Regions from separate parts of the Mus musculus genome. Here regions 2, 3 and 4 are each linked to region 1. Evidence: chromatin contacts called from public HiCAR-type and promoter capture Hi-C data. All regions are on one chromosome and are shown on one strand. Each heading gives the region's core, a stretch centred on a gene start, on an enhancer-like site or on the middle of the called end of the contact. The rest is flanking DNA. Distances are from core to core; before and after follow the strand shown. Region 1 holds the start of Csrnp3 (cysteine-serine-rich nuclear protein 3). Region 2 holds the start of Ttc21b (tetratricopeptide repeat domain 21B). Region 3 overlaps Ttc21b (tetratricopeptide repeat domain 21B). Region 4 holds the start of Galnt3 (polypeptide N-acetylgalactosaminyltransferase 3).

Region 1 (7,677 bases), core at 3,538-6,037:
CCAGACTGGAACTACACGAACTAAGCTAATGCTGTGTGATGGTTTGTATATCCTTGGACCAGGGAGTGACACCATCTGGAGGTGTGGCCTTGTTGGAATAGGTGTGACCTGGTTGGAATGGGTGTGTCACTGTAGATGTGGGCATAAGATCCTTACCCTAGTTGCCTGGAAGTCAGTCTTCCAGTAGCAGCCTTTGGATGAAGACAAAGAACTCTTAGCTCTGCCTGCGCCATGCCTGCCTGGATGCTGCCATACTCCTACCTTGATGATAAAGAACTGAACCTCTGAACCTGTAAGCCAGCCCCAAGTAAATGCTTTTTTTTAAAGACTTGTCTTGGTCATGGTGTCTGTTAACAGTAGTAAAACCCTAACTAAGACATGCTGTGTCCACCAGATATTAGCATGGGTTCTGAAGCTCCAAACTCCAGTCCTCTTCCTTGTACAGGAAACACTTTAACCACTGAGCCATCGCCCCTATGTCATCTTATCTAAATTTGAAGTGATGATATTACTGTCCACAAAGCTCCTCTCCTGTCCGCGGTATCTGTGCTGATATACATTGCTGATACCCATCAGGATAATCATACCTTGAATAAAATGTTTGAAATCTTACACAGAACCTATGTCTTCACAATCTGTACATTCAACAACTCTTAAGTCTAGTTTGACTATTTAGCGCATTGTTGAAATCCAAACAACTGACTGAGAAATACAATGTCCTACCCAGTGACTGAGATTTGTGGATTCTCCAAGTGCTGCCATTGGCTTGATAACCAACCCCACACCCTGCTCCTTGATAAGTGAAAGTATAACTAAAGAGCAGTAATTGTTTTGTATTGAATTCCTTTTTCTTCCTACATAACTCCTACACAAAATAGCAGGTACTAATATAGAAGAAAGCAAGAATATCATCTAATCGATAACATTTTTGAGTTATGGCACCAGGTAGTAAATGTTAATGTGAGCTTTTATTTTCCTGGATCACTTTACGTATGTAACATATGTGAGACTGGCAAAATCTGCCTCAAGCTTTCTTACCCTGATGTTATTACACTTTCTTGTAAATACCGGAGCTTCGTTTCCAGAAATGGGGGTTCATTTACCACACTAGCATATTTCCATTATAGATGTAAAGTTGCCTACCTATGTTATGGAGGAAGCTATTAAATATTCATTTTCCTTAGTGTATTTTATGAGGCTTGAGAGGCCTGTACAAAAGCATCTTCAAAGGTAGCAGGGCATTTTTAGAAAATAAAGATACATAAAACTTTATAGATGTAAGTAATAAACTGAATTTCTATGTTATTTAACATTGCAAATACGTGTATTTGGTACATAATCTTCAGGAACTTGAAGTATACTATGACTGCACCTGATAATGAGGTCGTTTGCATGGGTCACATGACCAGCTCTTGGTCTTTCTGTCTTGTTAGTGTGCTTTTCAATGTCATCAACATTTATGCTGAGAAGATTTACTCACATTATTTGAGAAAGACTAAATATGCCCCACTATCCTTGGGCCCCCAGAAAAGGAAAGCAGACATGCGCTGACTGAATTGAACTGTACATGACGTACTGGTTAGACAGTGAGTATTTTAGCACGCGGTTTAAGCACGCAGTTCTGGATCCTGCTCCACTGCTTACCCTAAGCCTAACCGGCTAAGATCACTCTTATGGAAATAAAGTATTCCATATCAAAGGTGCTTAGGCAAGCAGTGGAGAGATAACAGAAGCGAGAGCCTCATTTGCATCACAACAATAAGCAAAACTCAAGGATCCCCTTCTTAACAAATGATAAGGAAGTGCTCAGGGTGACGGTGCTGCCTTCAAAGCACACAGAAGGAAAATATTTTAATTTGAGAATTTGCCTAGAGCCAAGTAGGATAAAAATTGTGATGGGCTTTTTTTTTTCTTATAAAGAAAAGCCATATAAAAACAAAGCTTTACTTCAGACAAAGAAAAAAAACTTCAAATATATATGTGCACATATAAAAAATGTATTAAATTTAGAATGAATTACCTTAATATTAAAACAATTTCTTTAGCTTGCTAGAATGGATAGTCTTTTATTCATTAGCTTGATTACCAAGGTAAGTTAATGACTGAATTAGTCGAATGTGGTCTGGGCCTTCAGTTAAAATGGTCCTTATTCCATTGTATCCAATCCAAACTAACTGCTCACCACTCATGGTCTAGGCATGCATTTCCAGGTTCTTTTATTTATTTTATTTTATTCTTTTAGTTTACCAAAACATTATAAATAGTTTTTCATTTTTCAACAGATACAGTACATGGCTAACTTCTGCAACCTGGAGAGAAAAATGAAATCCAACACTTTGCAGAGAAAGACCAAACAAACCTATATTTACATCTGAAAACCAGCTACAAACCTATATTTACATCTGAAAACCGGCTGCACCCGGAAAAAAATAAATGACCTTGTCATATCTTACTGAAGAGCTTTGGAAGGGTCCCACTTGCCTGCATCATGTTTTCAATCTTTTCCCTCCAGTACAAAACAGACACAGACAGGCACACGTGTGCGCGTGCACACATACACACACACACACACACACACACACACACACACACACACACACACGCTTTTCCCCTGCAGACTGCAGTAGGAGCTGCCACAGTTGTCTCCCTTTTTTCCATAAGCCTTGCAGACATCTGCCAGTGTCTGATAGGAGATGCTGATGGAGAAAGGATTTATCTACTCTCCATCCAAAATATGTGAGCCATTAAGGAAATTATAAGAAGCAACAACAATACGCTCTGCTTTTATTCAAAACCTTTCCCTTAGTGATTATTAAAAGGATGATATTTTTAGCTAAAGAAAGCAAAATGCATCTGCAGCAGCTGGTTTCCAAGGCAACGGAATAATTTAAAACCATGTGGAACTCTGCTCTCTAATTTTCATCAATCCCCCTTCATTCCTAGAGGTAGCTTTGTTCAGAATTTATAATTCCTTTTTTTTTTAAAAGAAAACATCACTGCATTGATTGATTGTCCGTGCCACATTCCAGCAGCTGAATATTTATTTAGATTTGCATACCACCTTAGGCTCCATGGGGGTGGGAAACTTGAATTAATTGCAATCATCGTTTTGTTTGAAAAACCAAAAATTACTTTTAAAGAGAAACATCAACAGTGAAAAACAGGGAGAAATTGTAGCATGATGTCATGATTTTTGAAAACCAGAAATGGTTCAAAACAAACCATAGGAGAGATCAACATAACATCTGATCTTAATATCTGTTTAAAGATATTAAGTATGTTTAGGAAGTTCAAAGGAAATATTCATTAACTTGAGTAATCTTTACCCACTATCCAGCAGTATTTCCTTCCCGTTTAATTTCTTAAGAATTTGTTGTGTTTGTACCATCTTATTCAAAGGGTTGTACCACCCATCTTCCAAAATCAAAGCAAAAATAAGACCAAATTTTCTTAGAAATTACAGTCATTCTTAGTAAGTTTTAATTCATTCAAAGGCAGCAAAATATTTACATCACTATTATGATTGTGTTTTACTCCAGTCAACAGGTATTAATTGGATGCCAATGTGTCCATGACTGTACTATTTTTTAAGACCTCAAAGGTAATGAGTTCCTCTCAGACTTAAATGATCTTATAAAATATAATCTACAGAGGAGCTAGTGTTGTGGAATAAAATTATTTTTGCCATCTTTATTACCATAAATATAACATTTAGTCCGTACTGCTAAAAAAAAATCTTTCCTGGTTTTCATAAAAGAAAATAAAACTTAATGCCAGGCATTATAAGCAGCTAGTAAAGTCAAAACTTTAGGCGTACTAACACATAACTGCTGTGAGGCTTTTGCCAGCAGTGTGTAGTGGAATTTCTTAACTTGACGTATCTGATGCATAAATGAAACGTGTCGGTCAGACCCTACTTTTCACAGCAAAGTCTCGTCTTTCTCAATTAGGCTTCCGTGCTTTTAAAGGAAAACCGTCCCGTGCATGTTGACAGCTACCGATAGATCTTTACTTCATCACCACATGGAAGCTTCACATTTGCTGACAAATGCTGCAGCTACTCGGCACCAGATGCACAGAACGAAGAGGGTTTGCATGCACATAGATCGTTCATTCAAAGTCTAGGCTAAAAGAAACTATAAACAAACAAACAAAAAAATCATAAGCTCCTTGCTGGGTCCTAAATATAAAGACCCCCATACTGAATCCAGTATGTTCTGAGAAGGCTCCATTTTCTCAGGACCTGTGGAATCTATCAAGCTTTGCTCATGCCTCCTTTGGTTTCCATGAACACAGCCTGATAAAAACACACAAAGACACAGGATTTTATCCGTCCGTTGTGCGTTTGCTTAGATGGCTAATCCGGAAAAGACAAGTTCCTCAGGGTTTTGTGCCTTTTGTATTTAAATCGGAAAAGGGTTTTTGCAAACCCAAGAGCTGCTCATCTAGGCTTCCCGTAGTCACTCGAGGGACAGGTTTTTCGGGAAGCGCCTTTAGGATTCCCACATTCCCTAAGATGCTTCTACTAGAACCGAGCATTTCCCTTTAAAAAAAAAAAAGAAAGAAAGAAAGAAGGAAGGAAGGGAAAAAGAAAGAAAGGAAGGAAGAAAGAAGAAAAGAGAGAAAGAAAAGAAAAATAAATTTCTTTTCGTCTTTTTTTTTCTCTTACCTGTAAATATGGTCTCTGTACTTGGGCTCCAGCAGAACACACTGAGAAGAGCTCACTCCGCCCTTCATCCATCAGGCCGCAGCCAACCAATAACAAAAGCCAGATCCTGGCGTCCTCCAGCTCTTGCCGCCTGCCTGCTCTCAGTCCTTGCTCCCTCCCACCTCGAGCTTTTAGAGGACAAATCCCTGCAGCAGAGGGAGGAAGGCAGTGGGGAAAAAAAATGAAAAATGGAGAGACAGAACAGAGAAGAAAAATATTTCAAACAACAGCCAGCTGGAGTCAAAAGTCTTGTTTTGGATGTAGGAAATCAGGGTTAATCTATGCCTTGCCCACCATAAGTCAAAGCAAGCACCGAGGAAAGCCTAGGTAAATCGCCTGTTTCCCCTCACCCTACTGATTTTTTCCCTTTAGTAGAAAAAACATATACACGTCCTCATTGCACGTTTTGAGTTATAGGCAGAGAAAGAGACTGACCATCAATATTGCCTTTTCAAAGGATCCAAGGGAAATGAATCAAGCATGACATCTCTTACTGGTGACATGACAACCTCTGCTTGGCAGTGTTTCTATTCATAGTTCTGGGGCCAGATCAGCAGAATACACATTTTTCAAACAGAGTAGAAGAATATTCAAATAATTTGGAGTTGTGTGGTTTGTACAACTTCCGATTCCTTAGATAGCGGCATTAATTTGTGAATACTGGAGCTTGTTAAAGATTAAAGAGGCATCGGCCACTTGGTTGCAAAGCCCCAAAATGGCTAATTGGACTCTAATTTTGCTCTAATAACCCTGGGCAAAATCATTTCACTTCTGAACTGAAAGGCATAGCATGAATCAAAGAACAATTGAGGAAAACATCAGATTAGATTTATTTAAGGCAGCAAAGCAAATTCATATGCAGCTTTGGGGAGGGGGGGAGGAATTGCTTTAAGAGAGGTCTCACTAAGCTGCTGTGGCTAGCCTGGAACTCACTAAGTGAACTACCTAGGCTGGCCTCAAACATAAAAGAGACCTGCCTGCCTCTGCCTCCTAAGTGCTGGGATTAAAGGCCAGTGATATCACAAGTAGCCAAGAAAGCTAATTAAACGAATGAACAACAACAGACCCTAATAAAGCAAACCAGTATTCTTTGTATTTAAAAACGCTACTAATTGAATCAGGGAGAGAATTCAGTGGGCAAAGGCTCTTGCTCCCAAACCTGACAACCTGAGTTTAATCCCCGGGCTCCATGTATTAGAAAGAGACAATGACTTCTTGAAAACTGAACTCAGATATCTACACCAGTGCCATGGCATGGGAACACACATACACACACACACACACACACACACACACACACACTTAATATAAAATGTAAAACTCGCTGCTGATTGCAGTCATTTGATGAGATATTCTAAGAAAGCTTCCTTGAGAAGACATGAATTGATGGTTGTTTTCTTTTTATTTGTGGTGTGTGTGTGTGTGTGTGTGTGTGTGTGTGTGTGTGTGTGTAGGCTCTAGGAGGAATCTAGAGTTGGACGTATACGTTGTGAGCTGCCTGAGGTGGTTGATGGGAAATGAACTCTAACCCTGTAGAGGAGCTACAATCTCTTGAGCACTGAGCTACATTCCCAACGACTTTTCCCTCACCCAGTGTCCTTCTTGTCCCTCACCCATGTCCACATATAGATATATCTATGGGTCTGGTTCTGCAGTTTCATAGGTCAATGGCTTTATGGGAATTAAACCAAGGGGAAGAAGAGGAGGCAAACAGGGAGATTTCTTTATGTATGGAGGTACCTGGTCCAAGGACACACCTTGGATAGTCTAGAGATAATGGTACAGAAGACAAAGAAAAGTGACTGGAGACTTAACATGGAGCAGATTTTACGAAGAATTGCTCTGGGGCTGGATATTAGGTCAGTGTACACATGTATGAATAGAATTCTTGTAAAGAAGCTGTGTCTGCAAAGGCGAACTGACTGGGGAGAGCATCAGACATGCAGAATGGTTGGAATGTTGCAAGTTCAGAGCCAAGTTATCTCAGAGCATCTTTATCCCCTTCAATACCGTTTATTGCCCTTCTTTATGCATAACACGGCATCTTCTGTAAACATCGGGTAAATCTTTTGGACCGGATTAGCAGACCTCTTATTTCGACCGTCCAAAGGGCCAACACTGCTGATAAATAGCAGCTAAAACAATGGCTCTCAACCTGTGGACCCAGACCCCCACAGGGGTCACACATCAGATATCCTGCATACTAGATATTTACTTATAATTCATAACAGAGGCAAAATTGCAGTTATGAAGGAGCAATGAAATCACTTACTGTTGGGGGACACCACAACATGAGGAACTACACTAAGGTGTTGCAGCATTAAGAAAGCTGAGAATCGGGGGCTGGAGAGATGGCTCAGTGGTTAAGAGCACTGACTGCTCTTGTGAAGGTCCTGAGTTCAAATCCTAGCAACCACATGGTGGCTCACAACCATCTGTAATAAGATCTGACACCCTCTTCTGGTGCATCTGAAGACAGCTACAGTGTACTTACTTATAATAATAAATAAATATTTAAAAAAAAAAGAAAGCTGAGAATCACTGATTTCCCCCCTCTTTGCTGTAACTCGCCAACTTGGCTGTGTTCACTGATGTATTTGAAAAGTATATTATTTTATAGTCTTCTCTGTTCTGTTTCTACTTAAAAAAAAAAAGCATGTAAATTTGCTGTGAATTAGAACATAGTATTTGGTTGAACCTAGATCTGTCTTCCTAGGTCATGGGTTCTCATATTTGGCTCTGAAATATACCATCTCGTGTATTCCTGTGAAGAGAGAGCTATTGCTTTCATTAATGAGTGTTGAACAGTGTCTATCAAGCCATGCAAGCTTTAGGTATGGAAAAAAATGGACCGATTTTACTTTGGTTAGACGACTATTTAAAGTAGGTTTTATTTGTGAGGTTTTTTTTCCTTGAGATCATGTTTACTGAAACTTTGAGGAATATTTTTGAAGGTCCCAAATGATCCT
Region 2 (7,677 bases), core at 2,837-5,336, 410 kb before region 1:
ACCCTTAATCCCAGATGAAAGGCGTAGCCCAGATTAAAGGTGTGTTCCTTGAACTCGGAGATTCAATCTTCTGGAATCCATAGCCACTATGGCTCAATATCTCCATACCAAGATCCAGATAAGGATCTCCAAGCCTCCAGATAAGGGTCACTGGTGAGCCTTCCAATTCTGGATTGTAGTTCATTCCAAATATAGTCAAGTTGACAACCAGGAATAGCCACTACAGGGGGGTTCCAGTTTTTTTTTTATGGCTAATAAGAGTGCAACAAATACCTTTATTCCTATATTCTAGAGGTCAACAACCACTTTTATTGAATAAACTCACAAAATTTGATTTGGTAGATTAAAGAGTATTCATATTTGTCTTCTTATTTTAGATGTGGGTAGGTCTCCTGGAAGCAAAGAGATCACACCGCTCCACATTTTTTGTTGCCAAATATTTCTTTTAGGACAAACAGTTCTGCAAGTACCACATCTATGAAAGTAGATCTATTGGCATAGTACAGGGTGTGCCCTGCGCTACACTCTTTACACAATTGAATAGGGTGGAGTGTGACAGAGTTGGACATCATTATACTGTTATCCTCTCCTCTGACCTACACAGGGAGAGAGAGAGAGAGGAGAGAGAGAGAGAGAGAGAGAGAGAGAGAGAGAGAGAGAGAGAGAGACTTTTTTAATTAAAAAAAGGTCTTTTTTTTTTTAAAGGAAAGATACACAGGTTCAGGCAACATCTCGGTTGGTAAAGTGTTTTCTGTCCTGTATGAGGACCTGAGTTGAAATCCCCAGCAGCCAGTAAAAAGCCAGGTGCAGTAGAATACATCTGAAACCTCGGGGACATGGATATCGCTGGAGCTTGGTAGCAAATCAGTAAAATCTCCAAGTTCAATAAGAGACTCGGTCTCAAAGAATAATGTGGAGACTGACTGAGCAAGACACCTAATGTTGATGTCTGCATGCTACATATACATTCATTCATATGCACTTATAATCATACACATAATACAAACACACACAACACATACAGAAAAGAGGAGAGAAAGAGACAGAGAGTGACAGAGAGAGAACAAAGAGGTTTTATTTGGGGGGGGGGGAGTACCAAACTTTTAAACTGTCTTCTAGATCTTAAAAACCAATAGAGACGGCATTTTTGGACACTTATCTGAGAGGCTGTGTATTACCAGAACATTCTTGCCCCCATGTTCAATTCATTCCTAAAATTCAACAAACTCTTGAGTCCCCTGGCCAAAACAGTCTCTGAATATTATCTATAATTTTATTTGCTAATGAATGATTTATTCTATAGCATCTTCCATATTCAGGGACAAATCTTTAAAATTTTTCCTGTACCTATAGTCTAGGGACATGTCTGTGGAATGAAGTTAATTTAGTTTTAGAAGTTCATACGTTTCTGGGAGCCCACAAGATGGTTCGGTAGGTAAGGGGCTTCCTGTGAAAATGGTGACCTGCATTTGATTCCTGTTACTTGCATAAAGAGAGAAGGTTGGAATACACTCCACATAGTTGTCCTCTGATCTCTTCCTGTGCACCAAGGCACATGCACAAATACACAATAATAAAATTTTGCTGTTCCCCATCCTTGTATAGAAATTGTGACATTATGTATTCCCTTCCTATTGATATGCAAAGACTTTTATACACACACCACCTCAGGCAAGATAAAGGACAAGCATATTGATGTGTGTGCCCAGCAAAATAATCTTAAGATGGAGAACCTTTGCTCAATATATAGGGCTAATATTACACTTAAACAAAAATGCTGGTTCTCCAGGTGCGATCCTCAGACAGGAAGCCTCAGCAGTACTTGGGAAAGTGTTATAAGCACATGCTTTGCCTACGTGGCTATGCCCACTAACTCAGAGTCCCATCAGCACCTCATCAAGCCCCTTCCACATTGTATACCCTAAGTGATTGTCACATGAACCCGAGCTTGACAGATATTGCAGATAAAGCCTTCTTTGTCTTTCCCGTAGGACAACAATGTCCTCCAGGGACCAAAAACATATACACAATTTTAAGTAAATATATTTGTACATTGTATTTTAAATGATGTACAAATCAGTAGACAATAGTCACTATGCTTGTGAATGGGCATAAATTTCTGTGTTAAAATTAATGTATATACGAGAAATGTACTTTTAAAATGTGTATACAAGAAGTGTATATAAGAAGAAATTTTCTTTTTCTTTTTGTTAGAGGTTTACTTATTTTATTTATATGAGTACAGTGTAGCTGTCTTCAGACACACACCTGAAAAGGGCATCAGATCCCATTACAGATGGTTGTGAGCCACCATGTGGTGGCTGGGAATTGAACTCAGGACCTCTGGAAGAACAGTCAGTCAGGGCTCATAACCGCTGAGCTATCTCTCCAGCCCCCAATTTTTTTCTTCTTAATTTAATTAAATTTATGACTAATCACCAGTCCCATTTATCTAACAAGAACATTTTGTTCTTTTAAAGATGGTGTGTCTTTCCAGTTGTCTATCTTGAACTCATGGGCTCAAGTGCCCATTCTGCCATGGTTTCCTCTGTAATTGGGACTAAAGATGTGTACCCCTGGCTCTCAACACTAATTCTCACTCAGTATCATAAGGCCCTTTCTGTCCCAAGACTCCACTGAAACTCAAAAGGCTTATATGATGCTCAAAAATGTGGAAACTGGTGGTTTTCACTGGGATACAGTGCGATATTTCAGTGCACACATACAAAGAGCAGGGGTCACATTGGAATAATTAGCATCCCCACTGCTTTGTCATGACCTTAAGTACCTCTCTTCTTGATAAGATAGAATTCTAGAACTGTCTACATCATTCTGCCTGTTTTTTTTTAATTGAAATGGATTCTTCTCTCATCCCAACCACAGTTCCCCCACCCCACTCTTCCTAGCTTTTCACCACATCCGCTTCTCCATTCCTTTAGATCCATTCCCCCTCCCTCTCCTCTTCAGAAAGAAGTAGGCTTCTAAGAGATGACAGCCAAACAGGACCAAAATACAGTAAGACAAGGTAAAAGATCTCATACGGAGGATGGAGAAAGCAACCCGATTGAAGGAAGAGTCCTAAGAGCAGGCAGGAGGCCCACTAAAACATCAGTATAACGGCCACAGCTGCCTGCAGTCCTTTAAAGAATACAAGCAGAAACAAATTAGTGTGTCTAGATGCCCCTCTCAGTCAGCTTGCTGGATCTCATGATAAATACACTGGTGAAGATCTTCTAAGGAAGGCTGCCAGGAAGCAAACAGAAAAGCAAAAAGAAAAGCAAACAGCAAGTCCATGGTCCCAATGTCTTCTTCAAGGTCACGTGAGAATCTTCTAAAGTCCTTTCATTTGGCCTCATCTATCAAAGGTTCCACCACTCCCAACAGCACACGGGCTGGGGAACATTCAGCACGTGTGTCTTTGAGGGACAGTTTAGATCCAAACTACAGCAAACACTTAAGAAATAGAAATCTAAAAGAGGTAACCACATATTTTTAAATAAGACTTTGGGGGTGGAAATCTGGCGGAGCAGTTTAATAAGCACTCGAATAGCAAAATTACAGCAGCGCCTGAAAAGATTTAGAACAAGCCCAAGCCAGGCTTCAAGGTTTTTGCCGAACTGTGATTTTTCTGCGCCACCTTGTGGCCCAGACACGATTACTACACGTGTCAGGTAAATCATTTTCCCTGGTCAAGTACTAAGCCGCATTGCGCAAATCGGCTTCCACAAAAAATGCTGAGAAAATGGAGTCGGCCTTTGTTTGCAGGGATGAAAAGCGGCATGGCTCTCCCTCCTATTTGCTGCTTCATCATCTTTATTCTTTAATCTCATATCTCTTGCTCCACCCAATCCCTCCTCCTCGCGCCGTTTCCAGGCTGGACCTCCCTCCTCTAGCCCCACAACTCGGCAGCACTCAATGCTCAGCGGATTCCAGCCCCAGTCGCCCTCGCGGTCCTCCCTCGGGGTTCCCTCCTCGCCTGCTCCGGTGGCCCCCTCCTTCCTAGTCCTACAACTAAGCTCCGCCCCCTCACGCCGACAACCAATGGAGATCGGGCCACGCCCCTCGTGCTGCACGCCGCGTCCCTTAGGGTTTGAGGGCCCGGGAAGTGGGTCTGAACCCCTAACCCTGCGGCGGGCAGCGGTGGGCACCCTCCGGGTAGCCGGCGGCCATGGACTCCCAGGGGCTGAAGGTGAGCGGGCGGCGCGGGGCGTGGGCAGGGCGAGTGGACTGCGAGGTACAGGGTGGCTCGGGCAGCTGATGGTGAGAGCCTGCGGCCTTGGCGGAGATGCTGCGCCCCCCGCCGGGATGATCCCGAGGGCTCAACCACTGCCTTGCGGTTAACGGCCAGCCCCCAGCCTCCTGCTTATGTTGGCTTTGGACTTCTCCTGGGAAAGCCTGCTTAGTCTCCAAGTGTGATTTCTAGGGACTTAGCGAGCTAATGTCCTCTACCCGGCACTCACCTTTGCAAGCGGTTAACGAAAGTCCTTTAAAAGGAGGAGTATTATAGATTATGAAAATGGTCTTCCCATAGTTGCACTCAGCATATATTTCAGAAATGGTGAAAAACAAGGACAAGGTTTGGAAGCCTTTCGCGATCATTCCCCTCCCCTCCCCTCGCATCCCCTCCCCTCCCCTCTGTCCACTTTGGGACCTGTTCAGTATTTGTGGAGCGCTTTTTCTTGGGTGACTCCCGGAAGTTGGAGCTAGCTGAACAGACTCCTGGACATGAGATTTACTCATTCAAAAATCCAACACTGGAAAAAGTTCTTAGTACATTTAGCAAGCATTGGTTGACTGCCTTCTGTGTGTTTTGCACTATTTTCTAAGTACTTGCAATACTGCAGTAAAGGTGCTTAGTCTTGCAACTTTCACTTGATTTATGAGGGCTGACCCCACAAGCTATTAAACACATGAATGTCATGAGAACTACTGATTATATTCAGAGGACAGTGGGTGCTGACAGTTAGGGAAGACCGAAAGGTTTGGCTTTTTTTTTTTTTTTTTAATGAATTTCTACATTACCTTTTCAAGTTTTTCCTCCAACTCTTTTACATGTTTTATCCCTCATTTTATCCAAATGAGTTCTGCACTAAAACCACTTTAGTGATAAAACCATTATTAAACTTCTCATCACTTAGCACAGGAGCGAGTCGTGTCCTAAAACTGAGGCTGCTGACCTTGGCTTCTTCCCTTTCCAGTTTGATCAGTGCAATATTCTATCTAGAACAAGGTTCTTGAACAAGGAGTGGCAAGCACCGTCTACAAAATGCCAGATGGTACCTACTTTAGTATCTCTGTCCATCTGCAGTGACGTTGGTAAGCAGCTGTGGATGTACCTAAATGAAGGAGCATCCTCATATGCCAGTACATCTTCATGAGCTCTAACGTTTGTCTATGAAAGGTTTTCCCTGGCCCTTCTTCTCCAACTATTTTTAGCTCACTACCCATACAAAACCAAGTGGGAAGAAAGCCAGACATATCTTGGACCTACCTTCCCTTTGGACCTATCACTCTGGTTTCCTACCCTATTGTAGAATAAGGGCTGGCTTTTAGCCCCGCCCATCACCACACCCAACCCAGGTACCACACTCTTATCTCCATATTGCTCTTCCTCTGCGTTTTACAGCCCTGGGCCTTTCTCAGAAATATTCCAAGAGAAATACGGTGTTATATGTGGAGGAGATGGAGTAATGTGTTTATAATTGAAGAATCGGCTCTAGCATCCTCTGCAGGAGTGGGTTCCCTGGTCACCCACAGTTACCAAGCTGAGTACAGTATTCTGTATTCCCCAAAGCGAAGTAGTGCCCACCCCACATTCATTATAGCATTGTGTCCCAGCGGGTGTTCAGATTACAGTTTACCTGAATGTTCAAGATTTTTCCATGGCAGTAAACACTCTTGTTAACTTTTCTCAGCATCTTATTGATAGATTCAGAGTACAGTGTAGAACAGGATAGGTTATACTCTCTTCTCAGTATCTTACACAGTACCTAATACTAGAAAGTAGACAGTCCAAAAGTGTTTGCTAGACCGCTGAGCATGGGGATACAAGCCTACTCCTGGCACTCTGGCGAAAGAGTCAGGAGGAGAGCAGGTTTGAGCCAGCCTGAGCTACATTAGGAGATCCCACCTCAGAAATCAAAAGGAAGATTGTTGGACTAAATCGTCTATCTCGAACCACAAGCATACCAACAGGTGTGGGGAGCAATATGAAATCCATGGAAAGGGATGCACTTAAAGACGGCTTTGATTGGCAGGACTGGGTAAATGAGAAGGGGGTGGGGAGCATCACGGTTGGTTTGATGGTTTAAACAGCAGGTGGCAAAGTACAGGTACGGAGCTGAGGAGAGAGGTGTTGGACAGGCCGCAGAGTTTTGGCGTAACTTACTCCTAGGTTTTCAGACAAGGACCTTCACAGCATTATCAATTAGTCCTCACAACCACTGCTAGGTCTGCTTTAATAACTGTCGCTTCTCTATGAGCAAAGGTGTCACACAGGTGAAGACTTGAGGCCATGTCTTTGCACCTTTAAATCCATGTCTGCCTTTCAGAGCTGTAGTCTGTGAATCATTTTTCACACAGTACAGAAGTCAAGGAGGATAGTATTGTGGCCTAAATAAATAGATAATAAATAAATAACGTTAGTTCATTTTGATCCTGGAGATTGCGGAAGTTGGGGGAAAACCAACTGTGATTTGCTGAGGTAGGTTGCGGTTGTCTAGGATATGGAATATGGGCCACTCTCTCCAGAAATGAGGTGGAGAAGGGGTGTGAAGCAGAAGCCACAAGAGGGAGCAGAGCAGAAGTTCAGAGAACGTTGCATGACTGTGATCTAGTAAAGGTGAGGGGTATCCCTACAGAATCCAGACTGTAAAAGAGCTGTCTGCATGCACCTATGTCCTTCTGTTTCTTACTCATGTGGTCCTGACACAGTCAGACAAGGGCATCTCTGTCTATGAAGTAAGGGAGCCCGGCAGTTACAGTGATGTCGAGAGTTGGGCCTTCCCTTTTTGAGTAGTCAGCAGCTAAACCTTAGATGCATTTTCAAGAAAAGTAGACCCAAGTTATCCCATGTCCTGGCTATGACAACTCGACACACCCAGGGTCCTCTGAGAATAAGAAAGTTCAGTTGAAAAAATGCCTCCAATTGATTGCCTGTAGTCAAATATCCAAGGGATTTTCTTGATTGATGTGGGAGGGCCCTTCTCACTGTAGATGGTGCTGTCCTGGGCTGGTGATTCTCTGTGATATAAGAAAGCGGGTTGAGCAAGCTAATAAACCACACTCCTCTATGGCCCTCTGACTTTCTCCGCACTACAAACTGAGATGAAGTGAACCCTATCCTTCCTAAGTTGCTTTGGTCATTGTGTTTTATTAGGGCAAGAAATCAAGGAATCATTCTGGAGATAGGAACTGAAGCAGTCTTAGTTAATTTTCTATTGCTGGGTGCAGACACCATGACCAACGCAAGTTGTAGAAGAGTTTATTGGAGGCTTGCTTGCATTTTCAGAGGGTTAGAGTTCAAGACCGTCATGGTCATGAGCATGACAGTAGCTAAGAGCTTACATCCTAATCCCTAGGGAAGGAGGTCGGGACAGAGATAGTGAGAAACTGAAAGATAGAGACAGAGAGACAGAGACAAAGACCGAGGCAAGGTGCCTCCATAGACACACCTCC
Region 3 (7,677 bases), core at 3,422-5,921, 330 kb before region 1:
CCAGCTGACAGTGTGACAGAAGTGTGTCCTGCCTTCTCCAGCAGAGGCTGCTGCTGTCCGTGGACAACACTGGTCTGTGGCATCCTTGGTGGAGTGGCTGGGTGAGAGCTCATCTTTCTCCCTTCCATTAGGCACAATGGTAGTTCTGTGATAAAGCTTAACTCGTTTCTACAGAGGATATTTTTGTTAAAGTCTGGGTGATATATCTTTTCTGAAGAGTATTAGATTTTCCAACAATTCTATTTAAAGTCTACTGTCATCTGTTAATTTTCTATTATAGTTTGTGATATAATCTCATGTAATTTATGAAAAATGAATACATATTTTAAATGTATATTTTAATAAAGATTTTTGTGAATATCTGGTTTATATTTTTTCAGAACTCAAAAGACACAGGGCAGTCTGCAGTGTTGTTTAATAATGTTGAAGGAAATGACATTTATTAGAAAAATCTTCCCTGGAAAATTTAAAACTCAATGTTTGCCTCTCTTTGTTATGTTCATGCTTCCTACCCTCAAAGCAAGTGTGATCTTAAGAAATGGTCATACTCTGAAACCAGTTTAAATAGGTAAACCCTTATAGCAATATTAACCAGAAGCCACAAGAGTGAGCTTAATGTGTCCCAGACAGTGGTCTGGTGAAGAAGGGTGAAAATTGCTTTCGGTCATCAGAGACTTACGGAGATGGGGGTGGGTAGAGGGCAGGCGCCCCGGCAAATAGTACTCTTTGATGGGTGGCTTCTGCTTTTTTATACGAAATTACCCTAATTTTATCAACCTTGGTCCTTAGCATTCTTCTCGGGTGTCTTATGTACATCTGAAGTTCTTTCAAAATACAGTAGTCTTCAGTTTTATTTTTACTTGAAATAAAATATTTTTAATAATTTGTTTTTCTTTCAAACAGATTGCCTTGGGGATCGTATCTCCATGGTTTTAGTGTCCTTTTATTTCCAATTATATGCTATAAAATTCTAATCATTCATTACCAAAATTGCATTTATAGCATTTCATAAAACTCAGATAATAACATTTAGGAACTATTTAGTAGCTAATAAAAATACTTTTACATATCGTACAGCATTTGTTCATCACAAGCCTAGGAAAACGTATTATTCCTATTGTAAAGATTCCAAACTGTCCAATCCCTAGGTGAAGAGCTATAGGCCATTAACAACTGCTAAGAGAGACCCAATTATTCTTCCCTCAGTGGTGAGATAATTAGATATTCTCCACCACCCCCAACTTCCAAAGCCTGTCTGTTCCTTCCATAACAAAGAATGAACATGTGCACATGGTGAATTGAGTGAGAACTGCCCCCATTATAGGCTTGTGTATTTCAGCACTTTGTCCCCAGTTGGTAGTGCTGTTTGGGAACATTAGGAAGCCTTTAGGTCCAGCCTCGCTGGAGGGAGCACATCCCTGAGGGTGGGCTCTCAGGTTTACCGTACCCAGGTGGCTTGTTCCTTTCATTGAGTAATTTTGTTATCAATGTAGAGAAGCCATTGTCATGTCCACGCTCAGTTTAACGTAGCTATTCTACATCCTGGCTCCGTCCACTCTATCTAAACTCTACAACGTTGACAGTCCCAGAATATTTTTCTTGTCTGAGAGTTGATTTTTGTGATGTATACCTTAATCAGAAATATAGGAAGTCTGGAGCCTAGACAGGTAGTTGCAACCCCACACCGCAGCTTCCACAACCGCCTTGCACGCGCTGGAAGGTCACGCCTGCCTTCTGGATGGAGGAGTCAGAGAACCTGGTTGAAGAAGCTCTCATGGAGTCTAGATCTGGATTAATGCCCTCCATGGGGAAAAGGAAGTGATTGGAAGTTTAACCTGCTTCAACTTTAACAAATCTTGTGTGAGAGGTGGGGGAACCCTGGAGGATATAAGTGTCTTCTGCAAGCCAGTGCAAACCTAAGGGAGGGCTTCCTGTAGGCTTGGTGGAGCAACCAAGGTTGAACTCTGGAGCAGACTTCAAGCAGAGGGGACTCCTCGGGTGGATTCAGGATCTGAGGCGAGCCGTCCTACTTTAGGACTGGAGGTCGCGTGGCTCTCTTGGTGCTGGGTGAGATTGTTGGGTTTCACACATGGGCCAAGGGGCTGAGGTGCATATTTAACATACCAAAGTGGACCTGACCTCCAGATTCTCCCAGCATCCCCACCTGTTATGTCTGGCATATCTAGCCTTCTACCACGAATTTTCTAGCCCAGTGGGTGGGCTTTCCCTCCCCCTAGAAGCTCCTCCCTGTATGGTCCAGACGTTATAGTCCTCCTCCCTTCTCTCTGTCTCTGCATGTTCTCCCTCCCTGCATGTGCATGTGCACATTCTTTCTACCCTCTGTCTCCCTCCCCATAGAGACTTCTCTGGCTTCCTTGGGTCCAATGAACTGACTGGACAGCAGCCTCCCAATGAATCCAACTTTATATAATCTAATCTGGCTTGAATTGACTCATTTCACCAGCAGAGAATAACTTATCAGAACTCTTTATAAAATTGCATGGGAAGGAAACTGCTGCACTCATGCACTTCTGGTTGAGACCATGCAGGACAAATGAGAGTCTGTCCCCGATCAGCTGTCCTGTTTCAAGAAGCACCACTGTGAATCCTCTGGGATCGAAGTGAGGGGTAGTACTGCTCCTTCCTGCCTGCTTCTGGTGTTACTGAGCTGAACTGTCCGCATGAAAACAATAAAATGGCCAGCTATCGTCACATCTACCTGATGATGGATTGCTATGCAGTTAACTATTGTCAAACTCAGTAAATGTTTTCCAAAGATACTTAATTGTCAAAATTTTTAAAGCTGGAAAAATATAATTATTAAGGTTGTATATTTGCCAAAAAATATAGACCCATATATAACAGTCACCACGTACACACAAAACTGAATGTATATTACCCAATTGTTACCTGAATTATAATTTTTTTCTTTGCCATGATGAAAGTTAACAACTATAATAAACATTTTATACTAAGAATAGGGCATTTAAAATTAAATTTAAAAGTTAATTAAAATTTAGAGGGAAACCTTTGCAAACTTCCTTTTCACTGTTTAAAGATCTTTTCTTGGTGAAGATGAGTCAGGGGGCAAAAAGCTGACCCTCAATTCTTAAACTTTTCTAATTGTTCCTAGAAAATATATTCTAATCCCCTGTGATTGCCAGAGATCCAGAATTGGAAGAGAGAAAAGAGACTTCCAGAAAATGAGTATGAGTGTAAAAACAACTGAATAAGGGAACACAACGAACACATCACCCTAAGGGGCCCAGAACACAGCTTTAGGAGGACAGACAGACCTGTGAGCTGGCCACTTGCCTGCATGTTGGGCTTTTGAGTAGTAATGGGGTTTTAATGACGATCTTCCCACATTAAATGGATTGGAATGGTGGAAATCACTAATGGCATTCAAGGTCACAACACTGGGTATAAACAGTCTTACATGTCACCGGCTCCTTGGAGGAGGAGGGGGGCCCCCTCCCCCTTTCAGGTTTGGATAAACCTTCCTTGAAGATTAGTGACACCCTAAAGAATGGAAGGTGAGGAGGCATAATAGGAATATATTTAGATGTGAGGACAGAGGAAAGACAGGGTAGAAGTTTTTATTTGCCTGATTACTTTTTAAGATAGATGTATTTTATATATTGAAATGTTAATGGGGGAAAGTCAGAAAAAAATGAAGGCACAGGAAATAACAGATGGGGAAATATAAGGAGGAAAACCAGGGCCCTGGAACTTTAGAAGAATGAGTGAGGGGTGAGTGTACAGTTCCTGTAAAGGAAACGGGGGGGGGGGGGGGGGGACACAGAACTTCAGAAGGTGCTGGCCGGCACATACAAAGGTGGCTGGAGGAACCCTCGCGTTAATGGGCTTCCGCTGTATGAAATAATCTTTGACCAAGGGCAGCCCCTTATCCTACAGAAACATGGCGTCTTATCCTACAGAAACATGGCGTCTTATCCTACAGAAACATGGCGTCTTATCCTACAGAAACATGGCGTCTTGGCTCAGACTTGAGGAATTCTTCATGTATTTCTTTGTTCCTGGTTGTGGTTGCTGGAAGTCGGGCCCTCCTGACTTGAGCTGGGGAGTGGCAGGGTGTGGCACTGTGACGTAATAAATCACACATAAATCTTAGGAGCAAAAATGTGCTACCTACCTCCTAATGCTTTTATTCAGAACCAGATGTTCTTTTAGAGAAATGCTTCAAGCTACGATCTGCCTTCCCGTGCTCGCGCATCAGCGCATCTGGCACAGTGCCTGTGAATGTAATCTGAGCCCATAAATGAGAAAAGCTGAGTAACCAGAGGATTGCTGAGAGCCTCCTTCCGAGGGGACGGCCTCAGGAGGGAAGGCAGTCTTTAAGTCAATCAATTTTCACATAGTGTTATTTTTATCGTCTTAAAAGCAAAAAAAAAAAAAAAAAAGAAAGAAAGAAAGAAAGAAAGAAAGAAAGAAAGAAAGAAAGAAAGAAAGAAAGAAAGAAAAGAAATTTTGGCAATCTTAAACTGTTTTTAAGAAAGCAGGGATATTTTGAGAAAGTAATTACTACTTCCGTTTCTGCCCAAGGCAGCCTAGTTGTATTTTTAATGTGGGAAGTGATGTAAGAGCCTGGGAGAACACTTTGCCTCAAGACCCGGTGCTATGGCGTAACAGGCAGCATCACACTCAGATTCATCGCGAACACTGAAAGGCTCACTCGGCTTATCTGCTTTCAAGAAAACTGACGAGCCAAAATACCGAACTGCAGGAGTGTCAAAGCCAGACGTCGAAATCAACTGATTCAATATGTGAAAACTGGTAACTGATGAATGAAAACTTCTGTTCACTTCCCACCAGGACCAAAATCACAAAGTACAGAAGATACTTTGATACAAGAATTACAGAGGAGAGGAGTGTGTGTGTGTGTGTGTGTGTGTGTGTGTGTGTGTGTGTGTGTTGCGGGGGCGGGGGGGTTCCCTTACTTTCCAGCATGAGGAGATTCAATATCTAATTACCCTGCCCACCCACCCACCCCACAAGATGATCCCACAAGTCCTCTGTTTTCCACACACTCATAGAAAAACTCATATACACAGAGACATATAAAACAAATAAATGTAAGAATCATTGAAATTTCGATTTAAAAAAAAATCTATTTTTTGAGCCCAGAGTGTAGTACTGTGTCGTTTCTGCAGTTAGTAAGCATGTGTTCATGCATGAACACACAGACATGGGTCAAGCAGGTGTACTTTGCATGTATACATGCATGTTTTAGGAATCACTGAACTCACATCAATTCCAACTCATTCACAGAGCTCTTTCCTCCCGAATCATTTACACGAGGCTTCACACTGAAATCCCAATCGCAACACATTGATTTCTCATGAATCCATCTAAAGTTCAGAATTGCCTTACCCAAATAACCATAACAAACAAACCCACTGAATCCCATTTGTTACAGTCCTCCCTGCCTACGTATACACACACACACACACACACACACACACACACACCACACTACCAACTTTGATTTTCAGTCCTGGTAAATGCAAATCTACTTTAAAATGCCCCCATAACCATATCCTAGTAGCACAAAGCATTTAAAAAGTCACACTGAAGAAATTTCTTGCTGGTAAGAGTATATGCTGTGCTCCATAGAGCAGCTTTGCCGCCTCCTTGTGTTTCTCTCCTTGCAAAATGAATTCCATCTTTTCCCATGCCAGCACTGTCATACTAACGATGTAGTGACAGAAAGTTGAACAGGAGACTCTGCAGCTTTAAGCAAAGCACCATGGGGTGAAGAATGAGAGTTGAGCACTTTTGTTAAAAATTGCGTAGAGAAACGGCGTTATTAGAAACTGATTTATCTTCCCATGGACCCTAAGTATTTTCAGATTCTGCTGTGATGCTCTACATGGCAGCTATAAATATCTACAAAAGAACTCGGAGGGAAATGTTTTCTTCCTATATTATTAAAACTATGAATTTCTGACTCATAGCAGCCAACACTACTTTCCCTTCCACCGATCCTTTCAGACTGCTGCCTAACTCATTGAGTGAATCTTGGTCTTTCCTTGCAAAGGATTTATTTCCCCTATTCTTTATTTTGTATTTACATTTTATATCTGCTTTCTTGAGTCCTGCAGACTCATAAAAATGGTTTTGAATAGCATAGCAGCAGAGATGATGGGGAGGTCAGCTATGTTAATTTCAAAGTGCCCCAGACTTCAGTGTGAGGTTGCCTAGCAACCCATCTCTCAGGCCTCCTTTGTGGGTGAGAGAAGAGAAAGCAATTCTTCTGTATACTCTCAAGCTGAGATGGCTTTATAAAGTGAAAAATCCTTTGCAAAGGGTCCAGCATAACCCCTGTTTCTCTTCTCCTGCCCACTCTGTGCACTTTACCCATGATGAGAGAAAGACCCCATCCTTTGATGCTTGAGATCTGATACGTACATAAAATAGACCTAGGTGCAACATGGTCAAACGGCACAAGTGACCTCTTTCCTAACATTGGATTGAGATACATTAATTAAACTACTCAGCTTCCCCTTTCTTTAATATGAAAGCACACTTTCCCCCTCAAGTTCTTAAAGCCAGTAATGTTAAATGAAACAGCAACTGCCTGCTGAGCATCGGTTACCATAGCGACCCAAGCCAGTAGAGGTGTTTTTCTCCGTAGGCACAGGATGGCTGAAATATGTCCAACCAGGGGACGCAAGCAACATGCTGACTAGAAATCAGCATCTGGGAGGAGCCTGCTCTGTTCCCTCTTATCCACACGAACTAAAAATAAAATAAAATAAAATAAAATAAAATAAAATAAAATAAAATAAAATAATGAAACCTTCTGCTATTTCCTCAACAACTGAGAATTGGACTTCAGTGGGTGGCAGAAACACCCTGTTGAAGCATATAGGAGAAGACGGGGAAAGCTACGGACCAGTAAAACCCACATCAACGGCTGAGAGATCGTGACGAGATCCACTGCCTTTTCAAACAGCACTAAAAGTACAAAATGAAAGGGGTCAGCTGGAGACTCACATTGTAAAAATACTTATGTCCAACTCTTAAAATCATTTATAATCTATGCTCTATCATTAGTTTCTGAGCAGAGAGCACAAGAAGGGAGCACATTTTGGTTCAGATCAATATAGTTTTACTGGACAGTCTTTCTGACTTAGAACAGTGTGAGGCACACTGCTCAGTACTCGTCTGACTGGCCTCCAATCCTGGATGAGTACCGAGAGGCCACATAGCATCTTGGGCTTTTGCACCAAACAACCTAGATTTTCATCTTGGCCCCTTCTTAACAGTGCAACTTGGGGCAGATTTTCTAGGCCTTTGTAGTCTCTGTTTTCTGGTATTTAAAATGGTACTTAAGAGTAGATTGTTGACATGCAAACAAACAGATAGATGTGAAACAGTTGATCCAACACTGGCCCGCTGTCTGTCAGGAATTTGGCATGAGCAGGAAATGCTCACACAGCAGGTAGAAAATGCTCTGCCTTGTGTTGTGCTTAATATGGGAGTAGTAATGCAATCCCAGCCAAAAGGACACACCCGCACGGGAGCCTCGCTGCAGATTTTCACACACACATTGGTTGCTATGTCATCGTCTGTGTATCCTGACACTCGCACCCCTTGAGGGTCGACCTCCAGGACCACTTCAAACAAGAAGCTTCTTACTCACATTTTACA
Region 4 (7,677 bases), core at 1,894-4,393, 280 kb before region 1:
TGCTCATACATCTGTATCACTTTGATGATATAACACCACTTCCTCCTCTTTGCACCAATAGCATTTCCAATCTTTTATTCCTTTTAGTAGACATTATTTCAGTCTGTTTGGCCTTTGAGCCAAAACTCCCAGTTAGACTTTGAGCTCAGAAGGAGGATTCCATGAGGGAAAACTGATCTAAAGTCTAAGCCAAGGCACATGTTTCACACTGCCGTGAATGAGGCCTGATGCATCAGCAATTAAACAATTCATGAGCTGAACAAAAATACAGAATATTGGCCATAAGTTCCCAATTTTACTTATTAAACTATATAATACTTTTAGAATTCATTTTTTACTAATTTAATTTTATGTAAGTTGTTTCAATTATTTCTTCCTGTTCATTATATATTTTTTCCATGATGATTCTCCACCGTATGCCACTTAAATGAATTTGACTGTAAAAGAATTTTGTATGGACTCACATGATACTCTTAAGAAAGGGATGTGTCCCTTGGGAGGGAAGGCGCTTTACATCGTGTCTGATAAAAGAAAGGCCTCTGAGAGTTGGTTGCTTTTCAAACCATATCCTTTAGATTACCAACCCACTATTTTTTTCTTCCTTAGATTATTTCTCTATATGATCTGAAGCCAGTCACTCTTAGCATCTATGTTGTGGTCAGGATGCCTTCCTTACACACTGGGGTGTTATTGATGGCTTGTTTTGTTCCATCTCATGGCACTTGACAGACTTATTCAGTTCGCACATATTTCCCGAGAAGCTACCACATATCAGGGGATGATCTTGGTGCTTGTTTAGACATTAACCGAAATGATTAACCAGTGAGGATCTAAAGTCTACATAACTTAGCAGCTTCTAACTAGTCACAAACTAGTGTTCGAACATACATGTATGTGTTGGGGAGAGAAGAGGTGTTTGTGGCAGTTCTTTCCTGTGTGAAGTCTGCCCTGTTGCCTAACTTTTCCAAATATGTACTATTAAACAGGCTTGTCTCAGAGACACATGCATGCACCAAGCCTCCTGAATTTCCACTTTGTGAGGAGATGTTAATTTCACTCCTGTGAAATAAATGATTCATTTCGTAATTTGAGTAGAATGGTACTTCCAAGATTCTTATATCTGACTAGACTTAGGATATTAAACATTTCAGTACAATAATAGTTTCTCTTGGCCTGTAGCATTTTAAATTTAATATGAAGCAGAAACACTTTTAATTAATTTTTAAGACCTTGCTTTCAGAATGATGTGAAATAACAGTTCAGATACCGTATGAAGTGGAACAAATATGCTAATTCAGAAACACTGAGGGCTTGGCTGCCATCTCTGTCATCATAAGCCGAGCAGTGAATTTTTTCTATAACCTCGAAACACCTTTCTTATCTTTTCTGGCCACTCATCTTGCAACTTGGGGCCTATTTTCTCTCATTCTCTTTTGGTAAGCCTTCCCTAGCTGCCCTTCCCAGTTGTTTTCTGCTATGACTAGTCATCAGTGCACCTCCACCTGCGATCCTATACTGCCGTCCTGTTCTGACCCTGCTCCTGTCAGTGGAAACCGTCACTGTTAGCCTCCCGGTGAGGAGTAAGAACTGACCATCTTCGGCTCCACGCATCCTTTAGGGTGGGCAGTGCACAGGAAGGGAAGAGGGATGTTGTGGTTTATACACTTAACATTTCCTCCAAATCCCCCCAAAGATGAGCACTAATCTCTCTCCATTTAAACACAAGCAGCAAAAAGACGTTGCAGAACCAAAAAATTAAAATGAGTTTTGGAAATTAATGTTTTTAGTTTTCGGCCCACAGATACACAGTAGATAGTTATTATGGTAATATACACAATATACACGTGCCTCTTAAATCTTTATTTTCAGGGGAAAGAGGAAGAAGGAACTTTTAAATGATAATGCTAAAATGTCATACAAAAGTTCCTGGATGCCTACAAAACAATTGGAAATAAGCAAAAGAAAAAAAAAAGTTACCTAAGTTGCCGAACTATATGAAGCTATATGAAGTGAAACTATACTACAACAAATGTTGCACATAAGCCAAGTAAAACTAACACCTGTTGATAATGTACTAAGATTTTAAAACTTAGTTCCAGTTCACATATAAAACTCATAAGTTAGGAAATAAACACCGTGAGTGTCAAAATGTGGGAGGAAGGCTTCCATCATTCTTTATAGGAAAACTCATCACTGCGGAATCAAACAGGTCGCCCAGAGTCTTTAGCTGTTTTTCCACTTCCCTGAATACTTTTGAGAATAGTCAAATAAAAAGTTCATAGAAATGTGTAAAAGCAATTTGAAGTCCTGGTTTTGAGTGTCAACGTCTCCAGAACAGAAGGCATAGTGGAAGGGGTGGGGGGGCACGGTGTAAGTGTCTCAAACACACTGGCAAAGCCTAACATGTTTAAGAGTGTAGGTTCTCACCTTGCAGAACAGATGTTGGCTTTTAATCTACTCTTCAGTGAAAACAATTCCTTTCCAGGAAACCACAAACTCTGCCCAAACCCTGGCAGAGGGGTTCTCCCCGAGGGCGCTGCTATCCCTCTCCTGTGGATATTGATTGGTTGGTCTTGCAATAGATAGCAACCCAGGAAGGGGTGACGGTGGACCCCAAATCAACTGAAACTTGACCAAAATACCAGAAGCTCTACTTTGAAAAAGGGAGTCGCCTCCTTGGGACCTGAGGCTTCCCTACCCTAGCGCCGGCGGCCAGAAACGGAAACCACTCGCTGCGCTCAAGTGAGAGGAGTGATGAAATCAAGGCTACAGGGGAAGGAAGCTCACCAACCTAACTGGTGACAAAGCTGCTGAGCCTCGGGAGGAAAGCAGCACGGTCTCCCAGGGGTCCCGGGGAACGCCGCACCCCTGGGTTTGGACCACCCGGAGAGGAAGAGGAACCGCGTGGGGTTAGGGGTAGGGGGAAGTGCGGCTCAGATTTCTCAGCGTCCCTGCCAGTGGGCTCTGGGTACCAGGTGGCCGCGGCGCGGGGCAGCGCAGGCTCGGCACTGCGGAGGGCTGGCGGGCGGGCAGCGCGCGGGCGGCGGAGGAGTTTGCTTGGCGCGCGCCCGGCCGGCCCGCGGCTCACCTGGAGCGCTCAGGTAGGACCGGGGCGGGGCGCGGGGCTGGCGCGCAGGCGCGGGATCCGGCCTCGCCCCTGCCGACGTCGCCGGCGGGAGCTCACCTGGGAGACTCGCAGAGGAAGAGGAGCCTCGGCGTGGCCTCGCTTGGCAACGCGGGAGGCCCGGCGGGAAGGCAGGAAGCGGCGGCGGAGGAGGAGTTGAGCCGAGCGGCCACGAGAGCCACGGCCACCCGAGTCGCCGGCGTCGCCACCTGCACTTGGCTCTGGACCCCCGCGGACAGAGCCCCGGCCGGCCGCCGCTTCCCGCCGCCTGCCCTGCCCACCTGCCAGGTAAGCCGGCGTCCAGCCGACCGGGCTCCCGCAGTCCCAGCAAGGGGACAGCGTGCGGGACGGCCCCGGAGCTGCCCGCGGCCGGTTGGACGCGGTCTCGAGAGCGGGTTTCAGTTGCTCCCCCTCGGGAGAGGCCGGCGGGGATACCGATCACTCCTGTCGCCGGGTCCCCTCGGCAGCCCCAGAGCCTCACCGGGGCAGAAAGTCCCCCTGGTACCCCTGGGCCCCCTGATAGTCCTCGGGAGGGCGGGTCTCTGGCGGAGGCGCTGCTCAAGGCTTGCCAACTTGGGCTAGCAGGTTGCCTGCCCACTCCCGGGTACCGAGTGGGCCAAACCCGCTACGGGGAGGGCTGTGGTTGTGCCGGGCAACTTTCCCCGCTAAGCCCAGACAGTCCTAGATTGGAAAACGGCGGCAGCCAGAGCCATCACGAAGCTTGCCGACTGGTTTGGAAGGCGCTCGGTGGTCGGGACCTGGGCATCCCGCGCACTGCACTTTTCCGGGTGCCCTCCCCGAGCCAGAGCTGCGCCCACTTTCCGGTTGAAGGTGGCAGAGTCCAGGTCTTTGTGGCAGGAGGAAATGGAACTGTGGTTCACCAGCTGCCTCCTCTTAGAGGACCTGTTGACTTAAGGACCAATGTATCTCGGATCTGGTGTGCCTGTGGCATATGACTCAAAGGTTCAAAAAAAAAAAAAAAAAAAAAAAAACCAACTTTGTTTCAGCATCCTGCCACGTCTGAACCTGGAAGTGCCAAGCCCAAATTCCTGTCTACCTAATTAGGATTTTCGAAAGCCTATGAATTAAGGTTGAAACTACTCTTAGCATAGACTTAATACTTAATTCCTTCCTTCTGTTTTGGGAACTCCATCAAGTTACCTTCCTCCCCTTTCTGATTTTTTTTTCTTTTTAAGAAAATGTTTCTAAGTTATGGCTTGATATTGAAGTTACACTACCTAAGGTACATCTGAACTCAAATACTTTTGTAAAAATTCAGAAAGTTACATTTGAATTTGAGAGTTTCTGGTTGTGAGAAATTCCACTTTTATCATCTAACTTTGAGTTTGTTACTTAGACATATGAGTTCAAAACCACACCCTATAATTATTTCTTTTTAACCTTTAACATCAACTGAAACCTAACATGCATGTTAGTTGAAACATTCTGGGCAGTGTATTCATACCAAGCATTTCTTATACACTGTTTTAACCAACATTTTTTTTTCATAGAAAATTTTATTAATAAGTTCCACTCTCTAGGTGTGTTTAGTTCTGCCTTTACCAAGTTTTAAAAACATATATTTAGGTTGTACATGCTTTCTTTCTATATATTTTTTAAAAAAATATTTCTAAATATATATTTAGATTGTAAAATACTTAGCCATTACATGTTTCTTAATGAGGTGTAATTAAAATTTTTTAAAAAGAAGAAAGAACCCCACCCCCACCCCCCCACACACTATAACAACACATAATTGTTAATTCAACCAAGGGTTTTCAAGAGCCTCACCCACCTTCTTAGTCATGTCTCCATCCTGAGAAACTGACGTGCTAAGTGCTATTTGAACATTGAGCAGATAGTACCCCCTAAATTTTGACTCTCTAACTACTGGGCAAGCATTATCAGACCATGAAGGGGGCAAAAGTAATATGTTCCTGTTAGTTGTAATAACAAAGGGACATTGGTTTCTATCTGTAAAGGATGGGATTGGGGGTGGGTGGGGAGTGTTTTTCTATAGCACCATCATGAAGACTTAAGAACCGTAGAGTATCTTCGAGTGCTAACATTCTTGGACTCCCCTTCCTGCCTTGGCCATCCAGTCAGTCCATCCTGATTGAATAGCTGAAGCCCAGAAGGGTGTTCTAACTGTAGTGCACCCTGCAGGTGCTAGAGATAGCATTATTCTGGTGGCTTGACTGCGGGCTCCCAGATCGTACTATCTCACCACTCTCCTGCCCACTTATCATAAGATGCCTATCTTCTTCTTTCACGGAGTTTGTAAGGGCTTTGTAATTATAGGAGAGTCCATTGTTCTGGGGCCAGCTCTCCTCTCCTCCCATTTCCACCTTGCTCTGAGTAGACTCGGGCAGACTTGCTTTCCCCTGGCTGAGGTTTCACGTGTATATTGGCGGTGCCATATGGACTGAGATTTTTAATCCCTTTTTGGTATTTCTGAGACACAGTTGTTTTTTTTTCGAGCCAGTTTGGATGACATTAGTCAGTTCTGATCTTTTATTATATTGGCTTCAACCATATTTTATAAGGCATAGACCCAATGTCTCCTATCCACTTGAAATAATCTAGACATTTGGTTTCAAGTACACTTCCTTAAGACCAGTGCTGTAAAAACATTTTTTTAAACCCACAATCCTCTAATTTGAAATATTCTGTTTCAACCCAATACATGCTGGTGAGTATGTATGTGTATAAATGAAATGAGTTTCACAAAACAATATTGTTAGTGACTGTGTGTGTGTGTGATTTTCAGAAGCAATATCTATCTAACCTTAGAATATGGATGCTCTTTTTTTTTTTTTAATTTGCCTTCCTATACAAATTGATTTCATGTCCGCTAATGGCTGGTACCTGTAATGCTAAAATGGTACTCTCTTGTGAATACACATGGTTTTAAGGCTCATTGTTCTAAAAGCTTACTGTCACACACACAAATAAAAATTTTATAAAATCATATTGCACTCCTACTTAAGCATTTGGTGGAGGCTCTAGGATATCGACACCAGATTAATACATCAGGGCTACACAAAATCTCATTCTGTATTATTGTACTTTAAATGGGTTCTTATGCTGTAGTATATTTATGGACAGGGAAAAAACTAGAAATGCTTTTGTGAGGGCATATTGATGGTAACAATTATCAAGTCAAAGTTTGAGACAGAAAAATAATTGTCACACACACACACATACACCTCAGTGCTAATTTTGTTCAAAATTTATGGCTGAGTTCTAGTTCTGTTGGAAATTATGAAAAAAAAATTTGTAGGGAATGCATAGCCCAATTTCATATGTATGTATGTATGCATGTGTATTTGTGTGTATGTATGTATATATGTATATATGTGTGTGTGTGTATGTATATATATATGTGTGTGTGTGTTTATGTATACTTATATAAATATATTTTATAAATATATATATATATATATTCTGTTAATATTTTGACTTATTATGAAACAGGTAGAAGAGATAAATTACAGGAATCATTTCCATAAAATACTAGATTTAGAATTTAGATTAAAGTGCTGATTTATGACTTGACAGAGAAGATCACAGGCTGCTCTTCCAGAAAAACCTTCAGTTCCTAGCACCCACATGGCTGCTCACAACAGACTTAATCCAGTTACAGGAGATCTGACATTCTCTTCTGGCCTCTCTGGGCCTGCACACATGTGGTGCACACATACATGCAGACAAGACATCTGTACATTATAAATATATACAAATATATTGAAATAAATCAGTAAATTAGATCAAGGCCGAGAGTATTGGTATATACCTTTAACCCAAGCAGGTGTGAGGCAGAGGCAGATACTGGTCTACATAGTGAGTTCCAGGCTGACTGAAGCTACATAGCTGAGATATCACATTTAATGCCCCCCCCCCCCCAAATTAGATCCTTGTGTGATTTGTAGGGATATAGTCTTGGAAAATCTGATTGGGGATAATTAACATTTTCAAAGACATTTTTAACTTGAACCTTTCCTCCTTCAGAAAATATTACTGTATTTTATAATTCGAAAATGGATAATACAGAAATCATCTAGTTCTCAGTTTACAAGTTGTTGTAGCACATTTGGAATAAACAGATCATTTGTTCGTCTAAAACCTGATCAAGAAGAAAGGAGGAGTTTGTGGTACCTAGCCAGCTGTGCACCTGGTTAATACAGGATTGTCAGTATGATATAATCGGAGTCATTTAAACAGAATGTAGTGTCAGTGACAACGTTGAGGTTAAATCAGTTCCAGGAGTGGCAGGAGACCAAAATGCATCAATTTATGGTAAAGCAGCGGCAAGTAAGATGTAGAATTCTGGGTCACTAGTGACTACTGACAACTAGACAGAGCCTTCCTTCAGCACTCTCTGAATTGGGATCATAATTCTCTAACCTTTTCTGTCTACTTGCTTGAATTTCAAACTATGAAAACTAATTTGCTTATCTATATGATTGCCTGCTGGGTATCTTTAACTTATCATAATACCTGGGGATTATACTTGTATAAACCAGGACCTTTATCATACATAGCACAATCAA

The links. Promoter capture Hi-C pulls out the DNA fragments that hold promoters and counts their contacts. HiCAR-type assays count read pairs that join an accessible place to other places.
Region 2: a contact with region 1 is called in a HiCAR-type map of astrocytes, with 2.4 times the contacts expected there. The contact joins the promoter of Ttc21b here to the promoter of Csrnp3 in region 1. A contact is called at or near these places in 2 of 39 promoter capture datasets (cranial neural crest and pre-B cells), 6 of 115 datasets of contacts at active chromatin or transcription factors (astrocytes, embryonic basal ganglia, embryonic forebrain and 3 more) and 3 of 9 other capture datasets (embryonic stem cells, liver and macrophages).
Region 3: a contact with region 1 is called in a promoter capture Hi-C map of hippocampal neurons, with 4 times the contacts expected there. The contact joins the enhancer-like site here to the promoter of Csrnp3 in region 1. A contact is called at or near these places in 2 of 39 promoter capture datasets (cranial neural crest and hippocampal neurons), 3 of 484 Hi-C or Micro-C datasets (cerebellum, forebrain and nephron progenitors), 8 of 115 datasets of contacts at active chromatin or transcription factors (VIP interneurons, astrocytes, embryonic basal ganglia and 5 more) and 1 of 9 other capture datasets (adipose tissue).
Region 4: a promoter capture Hi-C map of neural stem cells shows a contact between it and region 1. The contact joins the promoter of Galnt3 here to the promoter of Csrnp3 in region 1. A contact is called at or near these places in 5 of 39 promoter capture datasets (cranial neural crest, hippocampal neurons, liver and 2 more), 3 of 115 datasets of contacts at active chromatin or transcription factors (astrocytes, embryonic forebrain and embryonic limb bud) and 2 of 9 other capture datasets (adipose tissue and liver).

The regions. Positions count from the first base shown.
Region 1 is chr2:65,842,877-65,850,553 of GRCm38.p6, reverse strand. Csrnp3 (cysteine-serine-rich nuclear protein 3) reads right to left here and starts at 4,787. Exons shown (of 7, transcript NM_153409.5): 1 at 4,670-4,787.
Region 2 is chr2:66,253,026-66,260,702 of GRCm38.p6, reverse strand. It overlaps Ttc21b (tetratricopeptide repeat domain 21B), which reads left to right and starts at 4,086. Exons shown (of 29, transcript NM_001047604.2): 1 at 4,086-4,189. The coding sequence starts at 4,169.
Region 3 is chr2:66,177,010-66,184,686 of GRCm38.p6, reverse strand. It overlaps Ttc21b (tetratricopeptide repeat domain 21B), which reads left to right. Exons shown (of 29, transcript NM_001047604.2): 29 at 1-360. Among named protein-coding and RNA genes, the nearest start is that of Galnt3, 56 kb to the right of the region's middle. Within about 2 kb of position 4,671, at least 53 of the 459 cell types and tissues checked have an H3K27ac peak or open chromatin away from gene starts, as enhancers often do. A contact at or near this core is called in hippocampal neurons and neural tube, where this site is marked.
Region 4 is chr2:66,120,259-66,127,935 of GRCm38.p6, reverse strand. Galnt3 (polypeptide N-acetylgalactosaminyltransferase 3) reads left to right here and starts at 3,143. Exons shown (of 11, transcript NM_015736.2): 1 at 3,143-3,412.